Regions from separate parts of the Mus musculus genome. Here region 1 is linked to region 2. A link is a contact called in public promoter capture Hi-C data. All regions are on one chromosome and are shown on one strand. Each heading gives the region's core, a stretch centred on a gene start, on an enhancer-like site or on the middle of the called end of the contact. The rest is flanking DNA. Distances are from core to core; before and after follow the strand shown.

Region 1 (5,966 bases), core at 125-2,624, 1.9 Mb before region 2:
TTACAAATAACTTGTAAATGGTTTTCAAAATAAAGTCTCTTGTTCTTAATTCTTATAACATTCTAACCCATCACCAAAGAAAAGACAAAACCCAATCTCAATTATTGCTAATAAGTTACTTCTTGTCTCTTGGAATGTTAGCAAACAGTAATACATTCCATGGTGGTACACACCTGTAATAACAACATTTGGGAACCTGAGGCAAGATATGCTTAAAGATGGCCTAGGATATACAGAAAGTTCCAGGCCTGTTTTGGGCCACATTATAAATTTTTAAAAATAAGAGAAAGGAAGAAAAGATAAAAACCCCACTTTCTCTCCAGTATCTTTCAATTTGTGTGTATAAAGTGAGATGTATGTATATATGTGTACACATTAGACACAATTTGATGTTTAAAGACAATGTGAGATACCAAAAAATAATCTATACGTTTATACAGAAAAATCAAAGGCAAATGCAGACCTTGCTTGGGAGGAGCTGCTGATAAAATCAGCTTAGTCCATCTAAACTGCTGTGGTCTGCAAAGGAAAGAGAAAGGATAACCATTAATCCTATTGCAGGCAGCACTGGAGAGCATCAACATGCTCCCACTTCAGCCGCAGACTGAGCAGCGATTTGACGCTCTGCTCACAAGACCTGTTGAAATGTCACAGGAGAAAGAAGCTCTTACTCCACGTGACTGCTACATGGACTCCTTAAAAATCACTCCCCGCTCAAAGGTGTTTATAGGATCTACCCACGCCGTGTTAGCGGTTTGTTTGAATGCAAGCCTCCTTTCTAATTAAGAGATCATCCTACATCTCCCGAACCATTACATGGCATTGAGCGTTAGTCCTGTTGACCAAGCATAGCCAATGCATTTATACATCCGAGATTAATTTCTGGGATATTTCTTACCTGATGCCAACAAGTGGGCTTTGACTCGCCTTGCTACGAACCCACTATCCACAGACTTCCCTCCGGATGAGAATCCAGTGCTGGAACAGAAGTAACAGCCGTGCAAGGAAAAACAACACTTAACACCACTAGTACCTCTTGGTCTTGTTTGTGTTCGAAGTTTTCCACGTTCCCAAGCAGACAGAATCCTGCCAAGCAGCAACACAAGCTCCGCGGAGGTGAAGTGAGTCCCAAGATCCCCTGCACCCTCTTGTCATCCCCCAGAGACAAGCAGGGGAGACGACATGGATCCCTCGGAAGCCACAAGTGACAAGAGAGAAAAACTCCAAGTCCGGATGCTCACAGAGAGGATGAAACCACCAGGGAGACTGTAAGAGGGGTGAGGCTGCAAGACAACAGCCTGCGGAAGACACCTCCCCACTCCAGCCTGAATCCAAACCGCCTTCGCCCTGTTGTCATAGCATTTTACAACGGAGGCTACTGCGCAAGTCAGACGCGGGACCGCAGGGCTTGCTGGGTGTTGTAGTCCGAGCGGCTGAGCGCGAGCTGTGGGGATGATTTCCCGTGTCGCCCGTATGGAGTAGAGTGGCTACGGGGCGGGGTAGGGCTGGGCGCCTCAGAACCACCTAAGCAGGCCTGTCCCTCAGGGTATCGGCGGCGGAAGTCCCGCCCCTGTGGGGGTTCTCGTGCCACAGACCACGCCCTCCTGTGCTTAGGTGTTATCCTAGTGTCTAGGCCTGAGCATGTAAATGGTTTACCTGTTTGAATCCGTTTTCTTTCTTTCCTTGGCCTAACTGCTGTAGCCAAGATTTCAAGCACCGTATTGAATAACAGTGAAGTGTAGACCCCCTTGTTTCATTACTTGTTTAGAAAACATATCTACAGTTTCTCCCATGTAGTATATATAGGTTATAGGTTAATTTATATAGTCTAGATGGCTAATCTTTGTTGTCAACCTGATACACCTAGAAAGAGGTGACCTCAACTGAAAATTCCCTCCGTTTAGTTAACCGGTTGGCAAGTCTGAGAGCATTTTCTTGATTGCTTAGTGATGTGGGAGAGCCCAGCCCACTGTGGGCTAGGCTGATGGGTCTGGGCATATAAGAAAGAGAACCAGAGAGCAGCTGTCCTCCACAGTACCCACTTCAGCCACTGCCCTGTTTGGGTTCCAGAATTGACTTCCTAACCAGTGGACTGTAACCTGTAAGATGAAAAAGGCACAATATGTTCTCCACGCCATTTTTGGTCATGGTACTTATCAAAGCATCAGAAAGCAAGCTGCTGCAGCTCCGTGGCGTTGGGGTATGGCCACTATTTTCTTCAGGCCTTTTATCATAATAGAATATTAAATTTTGTCAAAGGCCTTTTCAGTGTGTACTGAGACGACCATGCGATTTCTCTCCCCGAATCTTTCTGTATTGAATTACATTTATTGTTGGACTGTCCTGGCATGCCTCGAATGAAGCAGAGTTTGTTCACCCTATATTTTTTATTTTTTTTAGAAATATGATATTAAATTATGTGTATTTCTGGGAAATTTCTACATAATAGTTTTTTTGTTGTTGTTGTTTGGTTTTGTTATTTTGTTTTTTTTTTTGTTTGTTTGTTTGTTTTTTTAGTTTGGTTTTGGTCTTGGTTGGTTGATTGCTGTGCTCTTACCAAGTTTTTGGTATCAGAATGAAGTTAGCGTTATAAGATGAATTTGCAAGTGTTCTTTCCAGTTCTATTTCATGAGGAAATTTGTTTCTTTTATTTATTATATCTGTGCATATGAGGGTTTGGCCTGCATGAATGTAAATGCACCATGTGCATGCCTTGTGCTTACAGAGGGCAGCCCAGTGCTTCTGGAGAGCAGAAAAGAACACTATATTCCCTTGAACTTGAGTTACAGACCACTGTGCACCTACACACACATGCTGAGAATGGAACTCAGGTCTTACGGAAGAGCTTTATTTGCTATTAACCATGGAGACATCTCTCCAGCCACCTATTTTATGGGAATTTTATTTTATGTTAATTTTTAACATCTGATTGAATGACAGAGTGTGCTCCTCTAGTTTGGAGGTTTGTTTATTCCAGAGACTGCTCCTGCTCCCATGCCCTTGCCTATTACTGGTCAGCTCCAGCTGTGTACAACTCCAGCTGTGTACACCCTCCTGATGGAACTTTGATCATGTGATTCTAGAGAAGTCTCCTTTTCTTCTCGATTTTCTAATTTGGGATCCACTTTTTAAACATGACACTGATGATCCCTCTGAATTTCACGAGTATCCATGTGGCATCCAGTTTTCATCTCCACTCGCAAATAATTTAGAGAGGTCTCCTCTTTCTTTTGCTTAGTTTGGCTGAAAGTGTCTAGTTTTGTCTTTGCTAAGATTCAGCTCTTCCATGGACAATTATTATTCTTTTTTTCTAATATATTTTTATTACTTGAGAATTTCATACAATGTATTTTTAAATTATTTTTATTTTAAGCATATTTGGATTTTGAATAAGAACTAATCAAGCTTGATAACTGTCTTAATTAGGGTTTTACTGCTGTGAACAGACACCATGACCAAAGCAACTCTTATAAGGACAACATTTAATTGGAGCTGGCTTACAGGTTCAGAGGTTTAATCCATTATCATCAAGGCAGAACTTAGCAGCATCCAGGCAGGCATGGTGCAGGTGAAGCTAAGAGTTCTACATCTTCATCTGAAGGCTGCTAGCAGAATACTGGTTTCCAGGCAGTTAGGATGAGGGTGTTAAAGCCCACACCCACAGTGACACACCTACTCCAAAAAGGCCACACCAACTCCAACAGGGCCACACCTTTTAATAATGCCACTCCATGAGCTGAGTATATACAAACCATCACATTTCACTCTGTGGCCCCCATAGGCTTCTTCAAACATATGTGTCCATTGTGGCCATACCTAAACATAGCAAAATGCAAAATACATTTAGTCGAACTTCCAAAGTCCCTATAGTCTATAGCAGTCTCAACAATGTTAAAAGTCCAAAGTTCAAGGTCTCTTCTAAGATTTATCCAATCACTTTACTGTAATCCCTAAATCAAGACAGGAAACTTTCCAGCTGGGCAAACTCCAAACTGCATCTCCACGGCTGATGTCAAAGCGGTCTTCAGATCTCCAACTCCCTTTTCATCTTTGTTGCCTGCAACAAACTTCTTTCTTCTGGCCTGGTTCCACTCCCTGTTAGCAGCTTTCTTCAGGAGATAGACTTCAATGTTACAGCTTCTTGTTTCAATGTCTAGATCCACACATGATCTTCTGGGTTCCTCCAAAGGGCTGGCATCACTTCTCCAGCTCTGCCCTCTGAAGCACTCTAAGCTCAGGTTGATTCACTCCATTGCCACTGCTGTTCTTGGTGACCATCTATGGTACTGGAATTTACAATACAATGGGGTCTTCCACTGCAACTAGGCTTCACCAATAGCCTCTTATGGGCTCTCTTCATGGAGCCAAGCCTCAACTCCTTTGCATGATCCCTTCAGTCCTGGACCATCAACTGCAACTGAGGCTGCACCTTCACCAATGACCTTCCATGGCCTTTCACAGAGCTGAGCCTCAGCTGCTCTTCATGACTCCTTTAATACCATATATTTTATATTTTTTCCTTTCTAATTTTGTTATGCTTGTTCACAGTGGTTCATACCCATAATCCCAGCACTTGGGAGGCTGATGTAAAAGGAGCATGAGTTTGAGAGCAGCCTGGGCTGTATAATAGGATGTAGAACCGGGGGAAAGAGGCAGAGGTCGCTCAGTCGGTGACATGCTTGCCATTCTGTTACGTGAAATATAAAAAAGCACCAACCCACGCTAATGCCAGCTACTCTCTGGCCCCAGCGGTCTCTCTGGCCCTGGCGGCTAGCCTCATGTAGCGACTGCCCATCTAGCTGTCACAAATCCCAGGAACCAGGTAAAATCAAAACTCTAGAGGCTTGTAATTTATCAGTCAGATTTAAATTAGCAAATTCTCAACCCACAAACTGCTCGCACAATGAACTCAAAACTCAATTGCTATAAACACAAGCTACACACCTAGACGGGTCAGACACACCCTACTTATTACTTAATCACCTAAGAAATCCCCAATACTTGTGGCTTCCAGGACCACGAGTTTCTGGTTCCTCTTCCTCTCCTATAGGTCTCATCTTTATGAGGAATAACCTCATAAACTTAGGAAGTTTACCCGTACAACCCCCTATCCAAATTCCCATAATGGGGGCTGACTTCCAATGCTCTCGCCTCTTCCTGTTGGTGCACATCTGCTATCCCATCCTGTGGGGAGTGGAAGCAGGAGGAGAAGAGGTTCATGGCCATCCTCTGCTATGTGAAGGGTTCAGGCTAGCCTAGACTACATGGGAACTTGTCTGGAAACACAAAAATGAAATAAAATACAAACAATAAAGACTTTCCCACTAGTTTTGTTTTTGTTTTCGACTTTCCCACTAGTAAGAATATCTTCTAGACACTACATTTGCTGACTAAATTTGAGTGTCTCACAAAGCACTTGACATGGCTGGCGTAGGCAGGTTCTGCCTGTGGCTAGATCGACTTCCAGAAAGCAGTTCTTCCTAGATTAGTGCTTTCTTTTTAATGATTTTTGTTTGTTTGTTTTGTTTTTAGAGACAGGGTTTCTATGTATAGCCCTGGCTGTCCTGGAACTCACATTGTGGACCAGGCTGGCCTCGAACTCAGAAATCCGCCTGCCTCTGCCTCCCAAGTGCTGGGATTAAAGGGGTGCGCCACCATGCCCGGCTGATTTTTTTAAAGAAGTATTTATTTACTTATTTATTTATTTTATGTATATATGAGTATGCTGTAGCTGTAGTGATGGTTGTGAGCCATCATGTGTTGCTGGGAATTTGAATTCAGGACCTCTGCTCACTCTGGTCAACCCCACTCGTTCTGGCCCTGTTCACTCCTCCCTAAAGATTTATTTATTATTATATGTAAGTACACTGTAGCTGTCTTCAGACACACCAGAAGAGGGCATCAGATATCATTACAGATGGTTGTGAAACACCTTGTGGTTGCTGGGATTTGAACTCAGGATCTTC
Region 2 (6,407 bases), core at 1,142-3,641:
GACCTCCACATGTCTGTTGTGACATCTTTGTGTGCACACACAAATATGTAAGGATAGTTAAAAAAAAATGTCAACTGGAGATTTAGGACTAAGTCTTTCTAAAGGTTCAATGATGGTATGTAAAGACACTCATTGAAGATCTCATTCAAGTTTCTGCCCGTTACGCCAACCAAAACGGGACATCACGCTGAACAGATATTTGAATTTTGAGTGCATCATTTTTAAGATTTGAATGTGCATTAACAAGTCTACACAGCCATCTCCAGGGCCATCGACTGCACTACAGTCAAGCGCAGGCCAGAAAGAGTTACAACTACAGTAGCAGGGAGCTCAGAAAGCAAGGGAGCCTGTCACAGAAACCCAGGAACCTGATCCACCTCCACAGCCACACCCACCATACATGTCTATACAGAAACAGTAAATAAAAAATTTAAACCATATAATACAAAGTTTTCAAGCACTTGGACTCACTCAGCAGATGCAAAGATATCCAAGAGCCAGGCAATGGCTTAGCCTTCTTGGTACTTTGTAGCAAACCGAAGCCTTTTGTGTTCTACCACTGGAGCGCCTCATAATGCCAATGAGTCCACAACCGCTGAGCTACACAGCCCACTCAAGGCACTATGCCCTCTTACTAAGATAACTATCCTGCTTCCGAGAAACAGCTGCCACTCATGACCAGAACATCACAGCATAACCATGGACAAAGTTACTAAGTAGAACTGAGTAATTCTAGACCCTGTGGCCCCGAAGCCTATGTTACTTATTATCAATCCTTACTGCAGCTTTCAAACCTCTCCTTTGGAGCTACTCTAAGTATGTGGGAGTAAGTGGGAAGGGGAACACACTAATTTTTAAATATAACGTTTGATTTCACTCAGAAATAGCAAAACATGACTTTCTTAAAGAACTTGAGACTCTTCAAAAGTTACCTATAGAACCAGGCATGATGCTAGACACCAGAAATTCCAACTCCTGGGAGGTAAAGGCTGGGGAATTAGGAGTTCAGAGTCAGCCTCAATTACATAGCAAGGTGTATGATAGCCTGGGCTACCTGAGACCCTACTTCAGAGAACAAACAGAGGCCATGGAGCCGGGCGTGGTGACGCACGCTTTTAATCCCAGCACTTGGGAGGCGGAGGCGGAGGCGGAGGCGGAGGCGGAGGCGGAGGCGGAGGCGGAGGCGGAGGCGGAGGCGGAGGCGGAGGCAGGCAGATTTCTGAGTTTGAGGCCAGCCTGGTCTACAAAGTGAGTTCCAGGACAGCCAGGGCTATACAGAGAAACACTGTCTCTAAAAAAACAAAAACAAAAAACAAACAAACAAAAAACAGAGGCCATGGAGATGAACCAGCGAGTAAAGGCCAAGCCAGAGAGCCTGATCTCCAGCGCCCAGATGGTGGAAAGTAAGACCAACCCATGGGAACTGATCTCTGAGCTGAGCCAGGGTAATTCCCACTTTTTTTTCTTTTTCTTTCTTTCTTTTTTCTTTTTCTTTTCTTTTTTTTTTTTTTTTTTTTTTTTTTAAACTCTATAGGGATGTACAGGCCTGGAAACTTCAAATAAAGAGAACAGGGTACTCCCATTCTCACCAGTAGAAAGCCATAATCACACAGTATCTGTACTTTATGTATAAAATGTTCAGGGCAAGGGTTAGTAGCTCACTGAATGAGCAGTTCTACTAGCAGTAAAGTCAAGAGGAGGAGAGGTGAAGAAAGAGAAAGGAAATGGAGAGAGTGAGGAAGGAAAGGCATGGAAAATGAAAAAAGGTTAAGATTAAGGAAATAAACATTTAGCAGGCGGTGGCAAAAGCCTTTAATGCCAGCAGAGGCAGGCGGATCTCCAGGAGTTTAGGTCAGCCTGGTCTACCTAGCGAGTTCTGGAAAAGCCAAATAATAAAGATTGACCTCCAAATAGAAATGTTTAGTCCTAGATACCTACGAATACTTTTTCTACCCGAATGTCATGTGGCAGAATTAATCAGACGATGCCAAAGACAAAGCCACACTCTGCAAGGAACAAATCACAGCCTGGGGCGCTCACCCGAGCTCCACAATCGCTGGGCTGTGCAGTGGAGGCGGCGGCTGCAGAGAGATGGCCCGTGGCGGGCTTCTGTGCTGGAAGAGGAATCTGGAAGGCGGCTTCTGCAGAGGGCGAGCGAGCAGATGGAAGCTTGGAGAGCATTCGCCAGAGGGAGGCGGGGTGCCCGTGAGACCCGCCCGTCCTAGGCTTCGGGCCTACGGGGACCGCCCCTCGGCGAGCTGCACACACAGCCACGCCTTAAACTGACCCTCCACGGCCGCCGTCACCCCCCATCCTTGCCTCGGCGACTTCCTAGACGTAAAGATGAACCGGAGGTGAAGACACTGAGAACTACAGGACGCAGCCATCACTAGAAAAGAGTCGGGCCTTTGCAGGCGTCACTTCCGCTTCCGTCCTGGCGTGAAGCCCGGGAGATTTGGGTCCCAGCCACCTTGGATAGAGATAAAATTCTAGGAGCTGGAGAAGGACCCAGGCTGGATTCCCAGTACCCACATGGCAGCACACAGTCGCCCACCAAGCCTGATCTAATTCTTATCTAATCTAATCCCCATCTCTTTTCTTTCCTTCTTCCCTCCCATTCTTCCCTTCCTCCCTCTCTCCCATTCTTCCCTCCTTTCCTCCCCTCTTCCTCCCTCCCCATTCTTGTTTTAGTCTTAGCCTAGGCTTGGTGCCGCTGTGCCTTTAGTCCCAGCATTCAGGAGGCAGAGGCAGGCAGATTTCTGCGTTCAAGGCTAGTCTGAAAATTGAGACTATGTCTCACACACACACACACACACACACACACACACACACACACACACACACACACAGAGAGAGAGAGAGAGAGAGACTGAGAGAGAGAGAGAGAGAGAGAGAGAGAGAGAGAGAGAGAGAGAGAATATTCTCGAGCCAAAATAAGTGACTTTGGCGCAGGAATACAGATTAGCACTTCAAGTTCCATATGCAAATATGCTGTTTCATGAGGTTATTGCAGTAACAAAGAAAATACTAAAGCATATGACATGTTCCCAGACCTTAACACAATTGACTTCATGGTAGAAAACTCAGCCACAAAACTCAGCATGTAGACAGAACCACTAGCCAAAATGAAAACAAAGACCTAATCCATCTAAGTCTGTAGTTCTGGGAAAGTCTTTAAATGTACAAACCTTGCTGTTTGGCTTCTGTAGTTCTCCTTCTGGCTATATGTTCTCGTTAACTGAAACATGTCGCCAGGATATGGTTTTTGTGTTTAAAAGCTCACCCTGAGAAAGGCTCAGTGCTGCACTGGGATCCGGAACATCCAGTGTAATAAAGACCTGGCTAATAAAGACTTTTTACTGGCTTAAACTCATGTCTGAGCAGTCTTTTCTGGTGGATACCACACTATAAGCACAACACTCCAGATGTGTTGGTAGAAACTCAAGTAGGTCTGTTGCAGAAAAAGAAAATCTCTGCTATAGGCATCAGATGCAATTGTAGCCTTTTGTTTAGCAGAGACTACTGCTGTATTATAGACCTAATAGTCACAAAGATGTTAGGTCACACACAGGGCAAGAAATGGCTCCAAGGGTACTCAAGACTGTTTTTTCAAAGGCCTTTGTCAAAGGCGTCTTTTGCAGCTATTGAGATGATCATGTGGTTTTTGTCTGTTAGTCCATTTATGTGACTTATTACCTTTATTGACGTGTTTTTTAGATCATCCCTGCATTTCAGGGATAAAGCCAATTTACTCAGATGTATACTCTTTTTAAAAATGTTTTTTAGAGTTTTTATTAGATTTATTCATTTTATTTTATATGTGTTTTGCCGGCATATATGTCTGTGCACCACGTGTATGCTTTGTGGACATGGAGGTCAGAGAGGGCATCAGATACCCTGGAACTGGACTTACAGATGGCTGTGAATCAGCATGTGCTGGGAATTGAACCTGGGTCCGCTACAAGAGCAGCAAATGCTCATAGTTGTTGAGCAATCTCTCTAGATCCTTTCGTAATCTTTTAAATGTATGTTTGTATTCTATTTGCAATAGAATTTTAAAGAGCATTTTTGGGATCTATGTTCTGTAGCTGAGTCTTTTTGTTGTTGTCTTTATCTGGTTTTGATATTAGAGTGATACTGGTTTCATAGAATAAGTTTGGGGGTGCTCCTCTCTCTCTCTCTCTCTCTCCTTCCCTCCCTCCGTCTTTCCTTCCCTCCCTCCTTTTTTCTTTTAACAATGTAAAAGTACTGGCTATAGCAGTCAAAAAATTCGACTGTGGATTTGAAAGATTGATAGAATTTGGCTATAAATCCATCTGTCCCTAGACTTTTATTTTTAAACTGGAAGACTTTTTATACCATTTCAACCAGGAGTTATAGCCTGATGATTTTGCTCCAAGGTTCATTCTGCACAAATTCTTAATCTGTCCCAAGGAGGGTTTTTGATTGGGTTTGGTGAGTCTGTTGAATTGCTGCTTCTTTTCGACTGGTGAGCTTCATTTTCCTGAAGGATATTTCAAACCCATCCTGATGTTGAGATTCCCATTGTTTCACACTGGGGGATCATATGCTGCTGAGGGATTCACTTCAGTTGATCTGAATCTGAAACAACACAAGCAAAACCCACCTCCCTCCCCATGGGCCTGAGTGCCTGCTAGGCCGCTCACTCAGTTGGGCACCACACCATACAGGAGCTTTCAGACTATCTTTAAATGAATCTCCTGTTTCTTTCCAATGCTTTTCAGCATAGGTTAGTTATGCTCATCCAAGATTTGAAGACTTGAAGTTTACAGAGACTTCATATATTGGTCACAAGGGAAAACTGGATAACCGTTCCCCCCTTTTGCCTCACCCTCCAATCTGCTCTGTGTAAATACATTATATTTGTATTTAACATGACTACAAACATAATTCTGGGTATATTAAAGACAATTGAATTATAAATAATAATCATTAACTTTTATGTTTTAATTGCCTTTGTTTTAATAGTTTATTACAAATGGGTAATTTTTTTCTTATTTTGTTTTTTGGTTTTTCAAGACAGGGTTTCTCTGTGTAGCCCTGGCTGTCCTGGAACTCACTCTGTAGACCGGGCTAGCCTTGAACTCAGAAATCTGCCTGCCTCTGCCTCCCAAGTGCTGGGATTAAAGGCGTGTGCCACCACTGCCCGGCTAAATGGGTAATTTTTAAGATTAGAATTTTATAAATTAAGGTAATTTATCCACACAGTTTTGAATTGAACCTCTTTTAATACCAAAGTAAACTTTAAGCTACAGTCCAAGAAGAAACTGGGAACTTCATTTCCTTGAATTTCTTTATAAGCTATTCTTTATGATGTAAAGTAACTTAAGATATTTTATGTTAAGTAGTTTGTTTTATCATAAGGATTGCGATTACAGGTGAACATATTAAAATTGGATTTTATAAGGAGATATGAGAATAAAAATTTGTGCAATTAGTCTTTACCTTAGTTTTTGTTACAACTTGGTTTTTCAACTGGTTAAAACTTAACAAAGTTACCAAAGACATAAGGGGTTCTCTTAATTATACATACACTTCAAAGTCAGTTTTTATTACCATAAATCATTATAACCTTTAGGAACTTATAAATCCTAGTTTTCAAACATGTATCATCCTTAAGTCTCATCCTCCACAAACTTTGTATAACTTACTTAAGTCTTTAGTCATTGACTGAAACTTTTATGTTTTTGTCTCTATCTGTTATTTTTAATTTTAAGACAAAAAAATCTCATTTTATCATATAAAAACCCATTTTTTTTTTAAAAAAAGAAACAACTCAAAACCCATTCTTATCCAAAACTTTCTTCCTTAGAATATTTTTAAGAAAAGTTAAAAATGTGTATTTTTAACACTTTATCATACCTATTGTACTGATTTGAATTGAATGGCTCCTATAAGCTCATATAGTTGAATGCTCAGTCACTAGGCAGTGGCTTTATTTGAAAGGATTAGGGGATGTGGCCTTGTTGGAGGAAGTGTGTCACTGGTGTGTGTGTGTGTGTGTGTGTGTGTGTGTGTGTGTGTGTGCGCGCGCGCGCGCGCGCTTTGAGATTTCTAAGCCCTGTTCAGGACCAGGTTCTCTCTGGTCTCTCTGACTGTGGATATAGCTCTCAGCTACTGCTCCAGAGCCATGAGTACAGTCATGCTCTCTGCCATGATGATAGTGGACTAAGCCTCTGAAATGGTAAGCCAGCCCCTGATTCAATGTTTTCTTTTATAAGAAGTTGCTGTGTTCATGGTGTCTATTCACAGCTATAGAACAATGGCTATGACACCTATTTATCATTTCTTTTTATTTCCCCAAACAAGAGTTGGGTCAAAATTACATACATGGCAAATTATACCAAATTAAGATTCTCTGTACACATTAACTTATGTTATTGGAA

The links. Promoter capture Hi-C pulls out the DNA fragments that hold promoters and counts their contacts.
Region 1: a contact with region 2 is called in a promoter capture Hi-C map of liver, with 8 times the contacts expected there. The contact joins the promoter of Bbs9 here to the promoter of Zfp846 in region 2. A contact is called at or near these places in 3 of 39 promoter capture datasets (liver and pre-B cells).

Annotation. Positions count from the first base shown.
Region 1 is chr9:22,471,123-22,477,088 of GRCm38.p6, reverse strand. Bbs9 (Bardet-Biedl syndrome 9 (human)) reads right to left here and starts at 1,374. Exons shown (of 23, transcript NM_001360259.1): 1 at 1,034-1,374.
Region 2 is chr9:20,577,312-20,583,718 of GRCm38.p6, reverse strand. Zfp846 (zinc finger protein 846) reads right to left here and starts at 2,391. Exons shown (of 6, transcript NM_172919.2): 1 at 2,041-2,391. It overlaps Gm51704 (a long non-coding RNA gene), which reads left to right. Exons shown (of 2, transcript XR_003948290.1): 2 at 1-3,369.